Linked DNA regions of Anser cygnoides: region 1 is linked to region 2. A link is a contact called in public Hi-C data. All regions are on one chromosome and are shown on one strand. The core of a region is the stretch at or near the end of the contact, and the rest is flanking DNA. Distances in the headings are between cores, read along the strand shown.

What was found. Hi-C and Micro-C count contacts between places; a contact is called where the count stands out from the background.
Region 1: a Hi-C map of liver shows a contact between it and region 2, with 2.2 times the contacts expected there. The contact joins the promoter of CDKL5 here to the promoter of PDHA1 in region 2. A contact is called at or near these places in 2 of 7 Hi-C or Micro-C datasets (granulosa cells and liver).

Annotation. Positions count from the first base shown.
Region 1 is chr1:129,320,072-129,326,346 of Taihu_goose_T2T_genome, reverse strand. CDKL5 (cyclin dependent kinase like 5) reads left to right here and starts at 1,526. Exons shown (of 18, transcript XM_066981255.1): 1 at 1,526-1,664.
Region 2 is chr1:128,945,485-128,951,897 of Taihu_goose_T2T_genome, reverse strand. PDHA1 (pyruvate dehydrogenase E1 subunit alpha 1) reads left to right here and starts at 3,466. Exons shown (of 11, transcript XM_048066807.2): 1 at 3,466-3,697. The coding sequence starts at 3,623. It overlaps LOC106037843 (a long non-coding RNA gene), which reads right to left and starts at 3,402. Exons shown (of 6, transcript XR_010826171.1): 1 at 2,984-3,402; 2 at 1,347-2,493.

The DNA of each region.
Region 1 (6,275 bases), core at 277-2,776, 380 kb before region 2:
TTCATGCATTTGTCTCTGGCCTTGATCACTCCACGCCCCACTCTGGAGTCCCTGAAAAAACGACACTTAGGTGGTCCAAACTTGGGCATTTTCCCCTCGTTTTTATGGGAAAAATGCCTAAAAACGGTGTCTTATTATGAATGACACCCGCTTCTTATTTGTATTCAGAGTCACAAATGCTTATTTTACCTGGTAAACCATATTTTTTCTTATTTTAGCGACTTGGTGGAGTCTAGCCTAGCTTCTCACAAGAAAACTTCCATTATAGACCATGACACGTATCAGAAGAGAGGGGCTTGACCTCCACACCCACGCCTGATTTGCAAGGGTTCACCTTAGTAAATTCCATCTTTTTAGCTGTGTGAAATGAGCCTCAAGCTTTTGGAGGCAGCAAACAAAGAGCTGTTGTGCTCTGACATTTCTGTCACAACCACAAGACGAGGGAGAACAATATTATTATGAATATTGAAGAAACCCAGAAGACAAGTGGGCTATGATATCTGACTTCTGGCATGTAAAATTACGGACTGCTGTCCTTATTAAAGCAAAGCTCAAGATGAACGTTTCTTATAAAGCGTTCTATCCTCTCTGTCACGTAGCGTATTGTGAGAAACATCCAAACCAAGGCAGATCTCAGTAAAAATAGTAACTACAACATGTCAGTGTGTGAAAATGGTTACTTGCGAGAAGCAGTGTAGGAAAAGAAAATTGTTTTTGTGGAGTTTTAACAAAAAATCCACGGTGCTCGGCTCAGACTTTGCCACAGCCATGTTCCTGTCTCTGCGTTCTCACAGGAATTCGACACGCACCACGTCGCTTACAATCTGGCCTCACATTAAAATGACAAGACACACTGATAGAAGAAAAAAAAAAAAAAAAGTTGTTTTAATTGCTAGCATATGTTACCGGAAATTCAGTTAGTTATTTTTAAGCGTTAAGTCATTTATCTTCGTTTGTAACCGGTAGCACCACTGCCTTCCGTCCTGGAACCAGCACAGGCAGAGGAGAATAATTAAAGACCACAAAAGCCGTTGGTGATACATGGAGTGCCAACACTGGTAGCACACTTATTACAATTTAGACAGCAGCATTATATCTTTATTTAAATTCACTTTAAGTTATCCTTATGGCTAAGGATGCTGGGATCACTCCTGCCCCTGCCCCTGTCACCAGCCCTGTCACCAGCCCTGTCCCCAGCCCTAGCCCTGTCCCTGTCCCTTGTCCCTTGCCCCTTGTCTCTTACCCCTGTCCCTGTCCCTTGACCTCTGTCTCTGTCTCTGTCCCTGTCCCCTGTCCCCTGCCCCCTGTGTCCGGCCCCGACCCGGCCCCGCGGCCGTTGCTCGGCAGCCGCCAGCCAACCGAGCCTGCCGGGAAGGCTGAGGGGAGAGGCGGTGGCAGCGGTGGCAGGCTGACGGCTAGCCCCCATTGGTGGAAACGAGCGAGGGCGGGGCTTAGAGCCGGCTCTCCGCTCTGCTATTGGTGGGGAGAGGCGTCAGTTCGGGCGCAGGGGCGGGGCGGGGCGGCTAGCGGCTTGCGTTGAGAGGCGCGGCGCGGCGGGGCGGGGGGAGCGCGGCGAGGGGGCGGCGGCGGCGGAGGAGCGGGTGCGAGGGGAGCGGCGGAGCCGGCGCCGATCCGGAGCGGAACCGGAGCCGATCCGGAGCGAGGTAGGGGCTCGGGTAGGGGAGCGGGCTGCCGGCTCCCAGCCCTGGCAGCCGCCGGGTGCCGGGGTAACGGCCCCGTGGCTGGAGCGAGCGGCGCTCCCCGCTGCCTTTCGCCGTCCCCGGGGGCGTTGGGGTGTTTTTACCCCCAAAATTTCACCGTGAGGGTGTTGAACGTAACGCCCCGCCCGTTAAATGTAGCCTGAACGCCCCAGACAGCGCAGGCTGAGAGGCTGGGCTGCCTTTGTGCGTGCGCTGCCTTCACAGCGGGGAGCTGCGGTAAGGAGAGGAGGTTTTAAAAAAAAAAAAAGGCTATTTTTTTTTTTTTAATAAAATATACCTGCCCGGAGTAGAAGCACGAAGCGCCATTTTAATAGGTGGACCGAGCGGCGGAGGTGTATCGCCTTCTGCCATCGAGCCCACGCAGCCGGGGGCAGCGTTTGGGGAATGCCTGGGCTGGCACAATTTGGGGATGGGGGAGATCCCCCCCTTAACCGGGGGGCCTCTGGGCAGGTGTGGGGCGGGGGGCACCTCTGGGAGCCCCCCGCTGACCGCCCCTCCGGGGAACGGCCTTCTCAGTCAGGATTTACCCCAAAACGCAGCATGAACTCAGAATTGTCGTGGGGTCGCGGCGATGTTCTGGTGCCTTTGGGTTTTTCTGAGGTGCAGGGGAACCGCATTGCATGTGAGGGTGGGGGAAAGACCACGGAGAAAGGGGGAGCGTGAAAGCAGCAGCGATCACTTGCTGCAAGATGCAAGTGCTACGCCAGCGTCTTGCACCTAGGGCTGCTTGGATTCGCTGCTGCCAGTGCCTGGACCTGCAGCTGAAAGCAGCCGGCATCATTTAAAAGCACACACGTTAAAAAAAAAAAAAAAATATATATATATATATATATATTACATCTCACTTCCAAGTATTACATCTGATTTCAACATTATTCGAATGTCAACAACTTCGGCAAATCTGATATACGATGTTGCTTGATGTTAGGTATTTTTATCGTTTCAGCATCCAAAATCAAATCTAAAACTGTAACTTTGTTTTCGTTCCTTCCTTTTGTCTCGCTTTGCAATCAGAGTTTTAGCGAACCTGTTAGCATTGCAGGTGTTACGTTCTGCCTCGTTTCTTAAAACCTGAGGTGTTTAAGCAAAGAAATTGCAGTTCTGTTTTAACGCTCTTCATGGATCCTTCTAGTTTAGCTCAAAAATGATGAGGAGAAAATGCCCTCTGAGGTTGAGATATTGAAATGTTTACTGTAGCTCTGCGCTCTTAACAAAGCCCTTGAGAATGTCAATTTCATAAGTCTTTTTCTGTAGTGAAATAGCCACAGGAAAACATTTAAAAAAAATGCACAGTCGCTGTGAAGAAAACGTCTTTATAAAAAGAGGTTTGGGTTAGCCTGTTGGAAACTGTTATTGGAGAGCTGGTCCGGTTAGCTGTAGTACTAGTGTGGTTTGACCCTGGCAGCGGCTATTTCTGTTGTGTGGAACGGGGCTCTGTGAGTGGGAGGTGAGCTGAGGCTGCGAGAGCAAGGTGGAATAAGAGAATAATTTCTACATGCAGAAAGCTCTCTTTCCTATATGAAAAGCCAGTTCTCTTCTATTATAAAAATAGCTATTTATAATGCTGCCTATATATGGACACTCTCGAAAACCATGCGCATATAGGCGTTAGCATGCTCTCTGGAACACACAACGCTCACGAGTAGACATCTGGAAGAAAAAAACCAGCAGTTTTCCTAGCTATTACTTAAATTCTGGACAAGGTATGAGCTCGTATTTATGAGATTTTTTTTGGAGTATACATGCTTAATCTGAGCAGAGCACAAGCGTGGATCTGCTCTGAAAATGGGTTGGTGTGGAAGGTAAGTGAAGGCACTGTGAGCTGTGTGCTTGTCATGTGAACGGAACAAGAATGGTATGCATTCGACGTAACTTATTTTTCAGAATTTTAGAGAACTTTAGCACTGCTTTCATGAGCTAAGCCTTACAGCTCTAGGCTTTTATCTTAATTTCCACGTCAGGAGATCAAGGCGAGAGAATGGTCAGTGATGTGCTGTTGCTAAAGAACGTATGTGATATAATGAGGAATAGAGTTTATTTCCTGTTTCTGAATTCTGTATTCTGTCTAGAAGGCCACTTTTTGTTCTCTCCCACCTCTGTTTGTTTTTACCAGACAATTCGAGTTGTACCTTAGTGTCTTGGAGCAAAGGGATTTGTTTGTGGATAGTAATAACAGCTTTCTGCATCAGAAGCAGGAAGAATTAATTTCACGCGATAAATTAAAATGAGTATTAAAACAATACATAATGGCTTTCTCTGTGTACTTATTAGAACATCAGCCCTCTTGCTGAGTCTGCCCAGTTTAATAATATTAAATATCGATGAAGGAAAAATGTTGAACTTGTGAATGTTCACAATGCTAGTGTGTCCACCTTTTAAATCTAAGCTTTTTTTTGTTTGTTTAGAACACGACAATCTCAATTCTCTATCACTGTGCTAAATAAGATATTGAAATAATTCCTAATTATCTTGAAAGCACCCCGAGGGGCCAAAATAAATTTAAAAGGTTCTGCGTGCCTTAAACTTTGCTGCTGTAGGAACATTGTGTGTGCGCACAGCTGCCCACGTTTTCTTTTTTCCTCCCTTCTCTGAGGCAACTGTGAGAACCCTGTAGGAATAAGCTAGCCTGCCGAGAGCTGCCATGCCTGTGTCCCTGGGTTATTTTCAGCAAGAATAACCACCTGAATGCACGGGCTTTCATGTTAGAGTTGTGCTCTGCTTCTCTGTTCATACCAGGGGTTGGTACCTAAGTTATGTCTAGGTGCAGTGGAGTTGAAAATAATCTATTGCGTTGGACTTTTATTCCTCTTAAAATGAGGAAAATGTGTATGGAATAAACAGTTACAGTTAATACGTGATGACTTTCTATAATGCTTGACTGTGATACTGGAGTGTTTAGGTCTCTAGAAGCTTTTAATTCTAGCTTTAGGGCAATGAGATTTATTTTTCTGTTGTTATTTCAGAAGAGATGTCGGTGTTCTAGCTTGCCTTCAGACTTGTCCTTCAAATCTGAGCAGGTTGAGCCTTCTTGTGTTGGAATTGCCCCTTAACGTCGTGAAACTTAACCCGTTAGCCAATGTCTTTTAAATAATAGCATAGCTTAATTTAACATTGACATTTATTTTGGAAGAAGAAAGGTGGCACTCATGAGAAATGGTTGCCTGGCAATATTTAAAAATAAAAATAAAGCCCCCCACCAGATTTAGCCTCTGAAAAAACAAAGTGCGAATCAATCCTTAGCTGAATCACGATTATGCCAGCCACACAGAGCTCCATTATGCTGCTGAATTGTATCACTGCCTCTGTTAATCTTTTCTTACAGATGACTATGGAAATACAGCTGTTAATGGTAACACTGCTTCATTCAACTGAAGGAAGGGGAGGATGTGGCTCAGTAGAATCAAATATTTATTCAACTATTCAGTGTACAAAAAAAAAAAATTAATCTTGGAGCTTGAATAGGAAAACAACCCCCCAGCCTTTTCTTCGTGGTTAGGTGTCAACACTGAAAAGTCCTACTGTGTTGTAGGAATTGTACGTTCTTAGAGAATTCGGAGAAATGGTTAACGCTTAAAGGTTTTTTTTTGTTATTATTTTTATATTTTTTTATAGTGGAAGGTTCTTATTTAGCTTAGTTTGTTAGAGCTATGCTTTGTTTGCTCTCGCCATCTAACAGTCATTTATAAAGCCCTTGTATTTGAGGCAGGAACCCGTGGCTCTCAAATTCTTGGAAGTTGGCTTTGCGATGTTGATATGGGTTCATTTATTTTTATTTGGTTCCTGTGGAGCTGATAATTTTGTAGGGCTACCTATCAGGCACCGAATCACCTGCGGTGCACCAGCTTCACGTTGAGCTTGGTGCTCAGGAAGGGAGCAGCTGCTCGGCTGTGCAGTTGCTTGTGCAGGAGCCGGGGGCAGCTGCTGGAAGGCACCTCAGCCTCCTCCATCCCTGAGCTCGGGGTTGACTTCGTGAGCTGGCTGCTGGCAGCCGGAACGTCGGCTTGGTTATTTATCTTTCAAGCACAGAAATTTGGGAATGAAATTGAAACCTGAGGGAACACATCTGTGTTTATAAGCTCCCCGCTTAGTGCTACATTTCCTAATCTTAAAAAGGTCCTTTTATTTTCTGGAGGAGATCCACATCTCACGAGCTCTCTGTGTTTGCCTACGTGTGTGTCAGCACTGTGCTGGTGTTGGAATAGCAGAAGGTCCAGCGTGCCCTGAACATTGCAGGCTCGCCGTGCCTGGTGTGCAGGGCTCTCTTCTTCTCCTCTCCCTTTCATCTGGACAATGCTTCCAAGACAGTGGTGAAGAGGGAGCTGCACTCTGATGTGAGCCCTGTACTGGATAAGCTTCAGAAGCTTGCTGAAGGACATTGGATATTACTCTGTGCTGGCTTTTACAACAAACTTCACTATCTGGTGAGAGTGTCTTGCATCCTGTAGCATATTGTGTTAATCGCAAGTTCATCAGAACAGTTTTCCACAAGTAAATGTAATGTAGTTTGATTGTTCAGCAGCTTTTGAGATGCTGATGGTTTTTTGTTGTTGTTCT
Region 2 (6,413 bases), core at 2,217-4,716:
CTTGATTTTGGATGAAACTATATGTACATGTATGCACATATATATATGTATCTGAGACATGTACAATCTCAAAATGCAGAAGGACTGAACCGCATCACAGACACAACATTTTGGGAGTTTTCAAACTGAGCAAGGTTGAGTTCAAATAATCCTACAGCAGTTGGGCTAACCCACTATGGTAAAATAACATCTCTTTTCTCCCAGGAGTTCACTACGTAAATGAAGGCAGCCTTTTCCACAGCAATGCTTCTCTCTCTGTTGTAATACTGACTACTTTGAGGATTAAACAGAATACATAAAATAATGGGAAGGACGGAGACGAACGGCATGAAGGGATAAAACTCAAAAAGGAAAAATTACATTATAAATTCAGTAGCATCTTGGTCCCTCAGTGTTTTCCAAATAATAATGCAGGAATTTTATGATTCTAAAGCAATCAGAATGGCAAACAGAAACCGTAATTTCTTAATCCATTTTTCTGTCACTGCTAGAAAGAAAACATCTGGAAGATCCTAGAAAACTACTTCTCTTCCAAAGTCCAGCAAATCCAAAGGAAACAAATCATCTTAAGAATTTTGACAATGTAATTAATCGTAATTTCCCCATAAATGTAGAGTGCACATCCCAGTATTACAAGTCGGAAGCAGTGTTGCTGTCTAATACAGGAACTACTCGAAAGTGTAGGACTGAATGGGAATTAGTCAGAAGGGGTGAGAGTCAAAATAAAAAAAAAAAAAAAAAAGGCATTTTTTGGTAAGGGATGTAGAGGAGCAACGTGGACCTGAGAAAAGGAAGAGAAGAACAACAAAAGAAATGCTGGGTAAGAGAATTAAATGAGATAGGGGAGGATAGAAAGAAAAATGGAAGGAGAGAAACCAAATGTAAACTCTGAAGAAGGAATAGCAACCAAAAAAGGATGTTTCCTGCTGAGCATTTTTAAACAGTTTTAGAAGTGGAGGATGCACCTGGAGTGGAGGCTGGTGATTCAAATTCTGAAGATGGAAAATGAACTAGGGCTACATTTGTTCTGTTTGATAACCTCACTCTTCAGTTCAGGCACAGGTCCTGGTCTTGTCGTTCACCTTTCAACCCCATCATCCCTCTGCATGGTGCTGGAGCTACCTGGCCACCGTCCCCTGGTGAGAAGCCAGGGCGCAGCTCTGGCAGCTGCTCCCCCCCAGCAGTGGGGGTGAGGCTGTGCCCGCTTCCTTCCCAGCCCTCCCAAGTGGAGCCAGCTCACCAGCCCACGCACGTTCCCGCACACCGCACCACCAAACACGCTGCACAGCGTCACATCCCCATGCCATTGAATCCCCACTAAGAAGGGCTGCTATGGCTTGGCTTACTTCAAGCGTTTGGAACTAAATAAGCACAAAGAATCATTGCTGCGACGTCAGGGCCACCACGTGGTGCCACACAGGAGACCTGGGCAGGCGCCCTGCAGTGGGATGTCCCCACAGAGGCCACCGTCCCAAAGCAGCAAGAACACAAGCTGTTTTGCTGCAGATGTCTGACCGGGCAGCCACAGGCCGATCCCCCACACCACTGCCTTCTGCGGGCTGGGTCTGCGGTGGCATGGGAAGAAGAAAAATCAGGCGGCAAACTGGGGACTCGTGAAACGAAGCAGGGATTGCTTTCTTCTGGACGTAGACACAGTGAGCTGGGACAAGCCTCAAACGTCGGATGCTCCCCCCGTCTTTAACACGACGGCAGATGCTTGTAACGGCGGCTGCAATCCAAACAAGTGATAACATTTCAGGATCACACCCAGAATGATAGAAAACAATGAGTTTTGGCCTCCTGTCACGCAACACACCCTTGATGTGGTAATACTAGAGTCACACATGGCAAGGTGCTCCATTATGAAACATTGCATAATCGTCTTCATTAAGTAAATTATTTTCTATTGGCATTCTCTGCTTATGATTTATATTTTCCTGGTCATTGTTTACCTCATTCATGAATTAGCTTTCTGCACTAGTTTTTTGGGGGGAGGGATTTAATTATTTCAACATGTTGCAAGAGCTTTTAATGGAGAAAACACATGAATATTGATGAAATAGCATGAAAAGTAAAAATGTCACAGGGGTAACATAATCAGTGCTTTACCATTTTTCCAGGGGCGGACAAAAATGGATCCCTTCCCATCAAAAATAACTACATTATATGACTATTAGAAGTGTTAATGACATGTTTATCTATAAGTGCATAATCAGAAACATTTCTTCACTTTTTTATTTCATGTGATGAAGGAATAGGTAGATTACACTGAACTTGGAATCAGCTTGACAGCATTCTTTTGTAATAACAACAGATTTTTTTCTTTGAGCAGGACCATGTCCATAGTTAACAACTGCTCATAGGTCTCCTGAAACCTTTACGTCACAGTGCTGCTATTTGAAGACGTAGTATGCAAGTTTCCTGCATGCTTTCCATCTTGCATATGGACACCTGGACACTTTACTCTCTTGAGCTGAAGCAGATGAGCATCATCTACAGAATAACAAAACACAAGAATAAAGTCATGAGTCCTTATTCTGCCACATACCACAGGGAACCCTGACAGCCACACCATCCTTCCCAGGCAAATCACCTGCGCTCAGTGTGCCCCCAGCTGCGACCAGAGGCCAGTTTTCTGAATTAGAGGTGCTCAAGAAACATGGATTAATAAGAACAAAAACTGGGTGTGTAGGAGATGGCAGGAGGGGTGACAATGTTACACAGAGGTGGCATAATGAACAGGACAGGACCAAGAACACCTTGCTCAGCATAACAGAGGGAAAAAACAGCAGCAGGCTCTGCAGGGAGAGGTTGCAGAGAATGTTACAGAGCAGGGTCACCCCAGTGAGCGCCTCAGTTTCCCCTGCCCACCTCTGGACACTGCTTGCTGCAGGTAAATGCTGACAGGCGGCTAGGGAAATCCTGCCACGTGCGGACAGCAGAATTTCTGGGGAAAACTCCCCACAGCCCCCTGGGCCCTTACTTTCTCTAGCTGCAGAGCTACTCCCTGCCTGCAGAGCAACAACTGCAGCAAGCCTGTGCTTGCTTCCCAGGCTGGGAAGTGGCACTGGCTGAGGATACTCCACGAAAAAGGCCTCCTGAAGAAACTCGCTGGTCTTCTCGCCTTGCTTTTCGTTCTCGCGGGGGCCAGCTGCGGCTGTTGGGGGCCAGCTGCGCCTGGTGCCCCCGCTGCTACCTCAGCGACATCTTTAGCTGCTCAGCACGGCGGGAGGCGGCTTCCCACACTCAGTCTGCCTCCACGCGCCGGCGTAGGCCTGCCTTTACCAGCACGTTCCTTACAGCCGGGTCTTAACGGCAAGAGAGAAACCCCCTTCAGGCACTTTACGGCTTTCTCCCCTCAGCCCTGACCGACCCCTAACGGCCGCTCCCAACGGCCCCAACCGCTACCGGGCATGCGCGCAGGGGTAAACCACCGCTCGGCCCTCCGCCGCCCGGCGGGTGCCGTCACTCGGGGCAGCGCGCCGCTCGGCCGCGGGGGCGGGCGCTTGGGCGGGCTCGGCGGCGGCCGCTGCTGCTGCTTCGCTGCAGCCGCTGAAGGAGACTCGAGGACGGGGCCCACCACGGTGCCGGTGCCGCCGCCGCCCCCCTGCCTCCCCGCTCCATGCGCAAGATGCTGCTGGCCGCGCTCTCCCGAGTGCTGCCCGGCCCGGCCGCCGCCGCCGCCGCCGGCAGGACGGTGAGAGGGGGCCGTTACGGGGGGGGGAGCGGTAACGGCCCCAACGGTCGCTGGGGGGGGGGGGGGGAGGCGCGCGGGCGGCCGTTGGGGCCGTTGAGGCGGGCGGGGCCCGTGTGGGGCCGTTGGTGTGGGCCTGCGGGTGTGAGGGGGCCGGCGGAGAAACAGCAATCATAGTCGTAATAATAAAGTGCTTTCGGGTGTCTGTTTTGTCCGCTCTGTGCCAAACCCTGCGTTTAAAAACAAAATGGTCGCTGTGTGTGGGGGGGTGTCTGTAAACAGCTGGTCTTTTCCTGCGCTTGCAAACTGTACCTCAGGTATCCTCCTGGCCTGACGTGAGGGCAGGGCCGGTTTCCTTGATGAGAGGTTAATATTTAGGGAAGTGCGCCATGTGCACGGCGTGTGCTGTCACACGAGGGCAGGACGTGCCACCCAAGGTGCTGGCTGGAGCACGGCCAGGGCGCCGCTTGGAGGCTGGCACCCATAGGTGCCCTGTCCAGAGGCCCTTGGTACACGTACTAAATCCGGTATAAAACGCAGCGATCCCTTTTTGAAAGCCTTTTGCAGGCCCCCTTCAAAATTCACCCACCTGGCCCCTTCTTGGAGTGCTTTGCCTTTGCTCAAGTAACAGTCATTTGAGCTCTTTCTGAATTTTAGTTCAAATTGTGTTATTTCATGGCATTGGTGTTTCATTTGCTGTGTTTTATCTCTTTTACGTGAAACATTTTCACAATTCTCTTCTATCTTCTCATTTTCCTTATTCCATTTTAATGACTGTGGCCATGAGGAGAAAATAATCTAGCTGAAAAAACACATTGGCAAGATCAATTTTTTTTTTTTTTGGCGGTGTTAAAGGGCGCTTTTTGGTAGTTGGGATCAACAGCCTTTTTGACGTTGAGAGCAAATCTCTTACTGTGCTTCTGAAGTAATTCACTTGCCTAGTAATTTCTTGCCCTGGCAAGAAAGCCTGTGGGTGGCTGGTTTCATGGGAATGGCATGAGAGAGTAGGTTCATCAGCAAATCTTCCTGTGTGTGTTGGGACTGTATGGAATATGTGTCTGAAAGTATTCCTTAATTTACAGCTAAATTACATTAAAATATAAAGATGGATGCCAAAAATTTGTTCCTTACTGCATGTACTTGGCCTGTTTCTGACATGCTGTGCTTTCCTAGATGTCCAAACCAGACCCATTTTGGATATCTCAGTGCAGTTTTTTGGATCCTAGTGACTGCCAAATATGCAAAGATTTCTCTTTACGTGTTCTTACGCATTTATAATTGAGGTATAAATTAGCAAATAAATAGAAACAGTCTTAATCCATCAGGCAGCATTTTATACCTGTTCTGATCATATTGTAAAGCGTAAAGATGATTTTCTGTGACTCAGAGCTTACCTGTAAACTGTGTTCCAGTTTGCTAATAATGTGCTGATTTCTCCTCCCCCATGGTTTGTTACAGTTACTTACTCTTTTTTTCTTTATCCTTTTTTCCTCCCAAATGCTGCTAACCTAGGGAGCTGTTAGTGAGGTAAGGACTAAACCAGTTTGGTCAAGGTTTTCTTTATTTATTTTTTTAATATGTACTGGCCATGTGTTAAGAACTTCTGTACAGACTGCCTCACATTGCTTTCGTGTAGTGCTCAGGGCTGGGATCGGACCAGGCTGGCCTCCAGAGGTCCCTTCCAACCTCAGCCGTTCGGTGGTTCTGCGAATAGTAAACGCTTGACACACTTCCAGCTCTAGAACTAAAATAGCTTTTTGTCGCTGATAATACTGTTGCATTATGGTAAACAGTGTAGAAACCTGGTTTAAATTTAAAAACTCCAAATATTAAATCTGATAATGTGGGGGGTTGGGAGCTCATGATAGCCAAATCAAATAGGCAACGATAGATAATGAAGAAGGATTGAGAAAATTTCTCCTGTCTTTTTTCCAAATTTTACATCTATCAATCATACCATTGTTGGAGACCTAGGACTGGATAGTCTCAAAATTTTGAAAGAATGAACCCAGAGCTAAGTGTATGCAAGTTCCAGTGTTGAATAAGCTACAGAAATTAATGTGTAATTTAATTAGCAATATGATTTTGCTGCTAAAGATCAAGTGCATTCCTTATGGCCACAAGGCATGTGTGAATAGATGAAGTTATTCAAGAATACCAGTTGTTTGTCAGGTAATAATAGGCTGTACACACTCTGTTAGAAAGAACATCAGTATTTGTTTAAACGACTTTCTTCTCTCTCCCCTACTCTGCCAGCCATTCTGTACTTGTGTGTTTCATGTCTCCTTAGGTAGTGGCCATGCTATTACCCACTTACATAGTACTCTCCTTCCTCACTGCTTGTTGCCTTGCATCCACCCACCTTCTTTTCCTGTTAAAAGGAAAGAGCGATTGTAGTTCACATTCCACACATCTGACGTGTTTTGTTTTTTTTTTTCCAAAGAAAGTTTTTGTTCTGTCAAGGTGAAATTCCAATCAGTGCCGAGAGCCATTAAAATATGCATTGGTTGTGTTCATATAGGGAATAGGTCATGTGAAGGGAAGAGTATGTATTTGTAGGATTTTGATGCACTTCGCAGTATTTTGAAGCTTATTGGTTTTCTTTAATTAATCAAGGGTATAATTTCTAATCTTAATTTCAAATCCTGGATTTTAAAGGAATTCTAGTACGTATGTACAAAGTAAAAGTTCTCTAATACTATAAGGGTATGCCACTGGA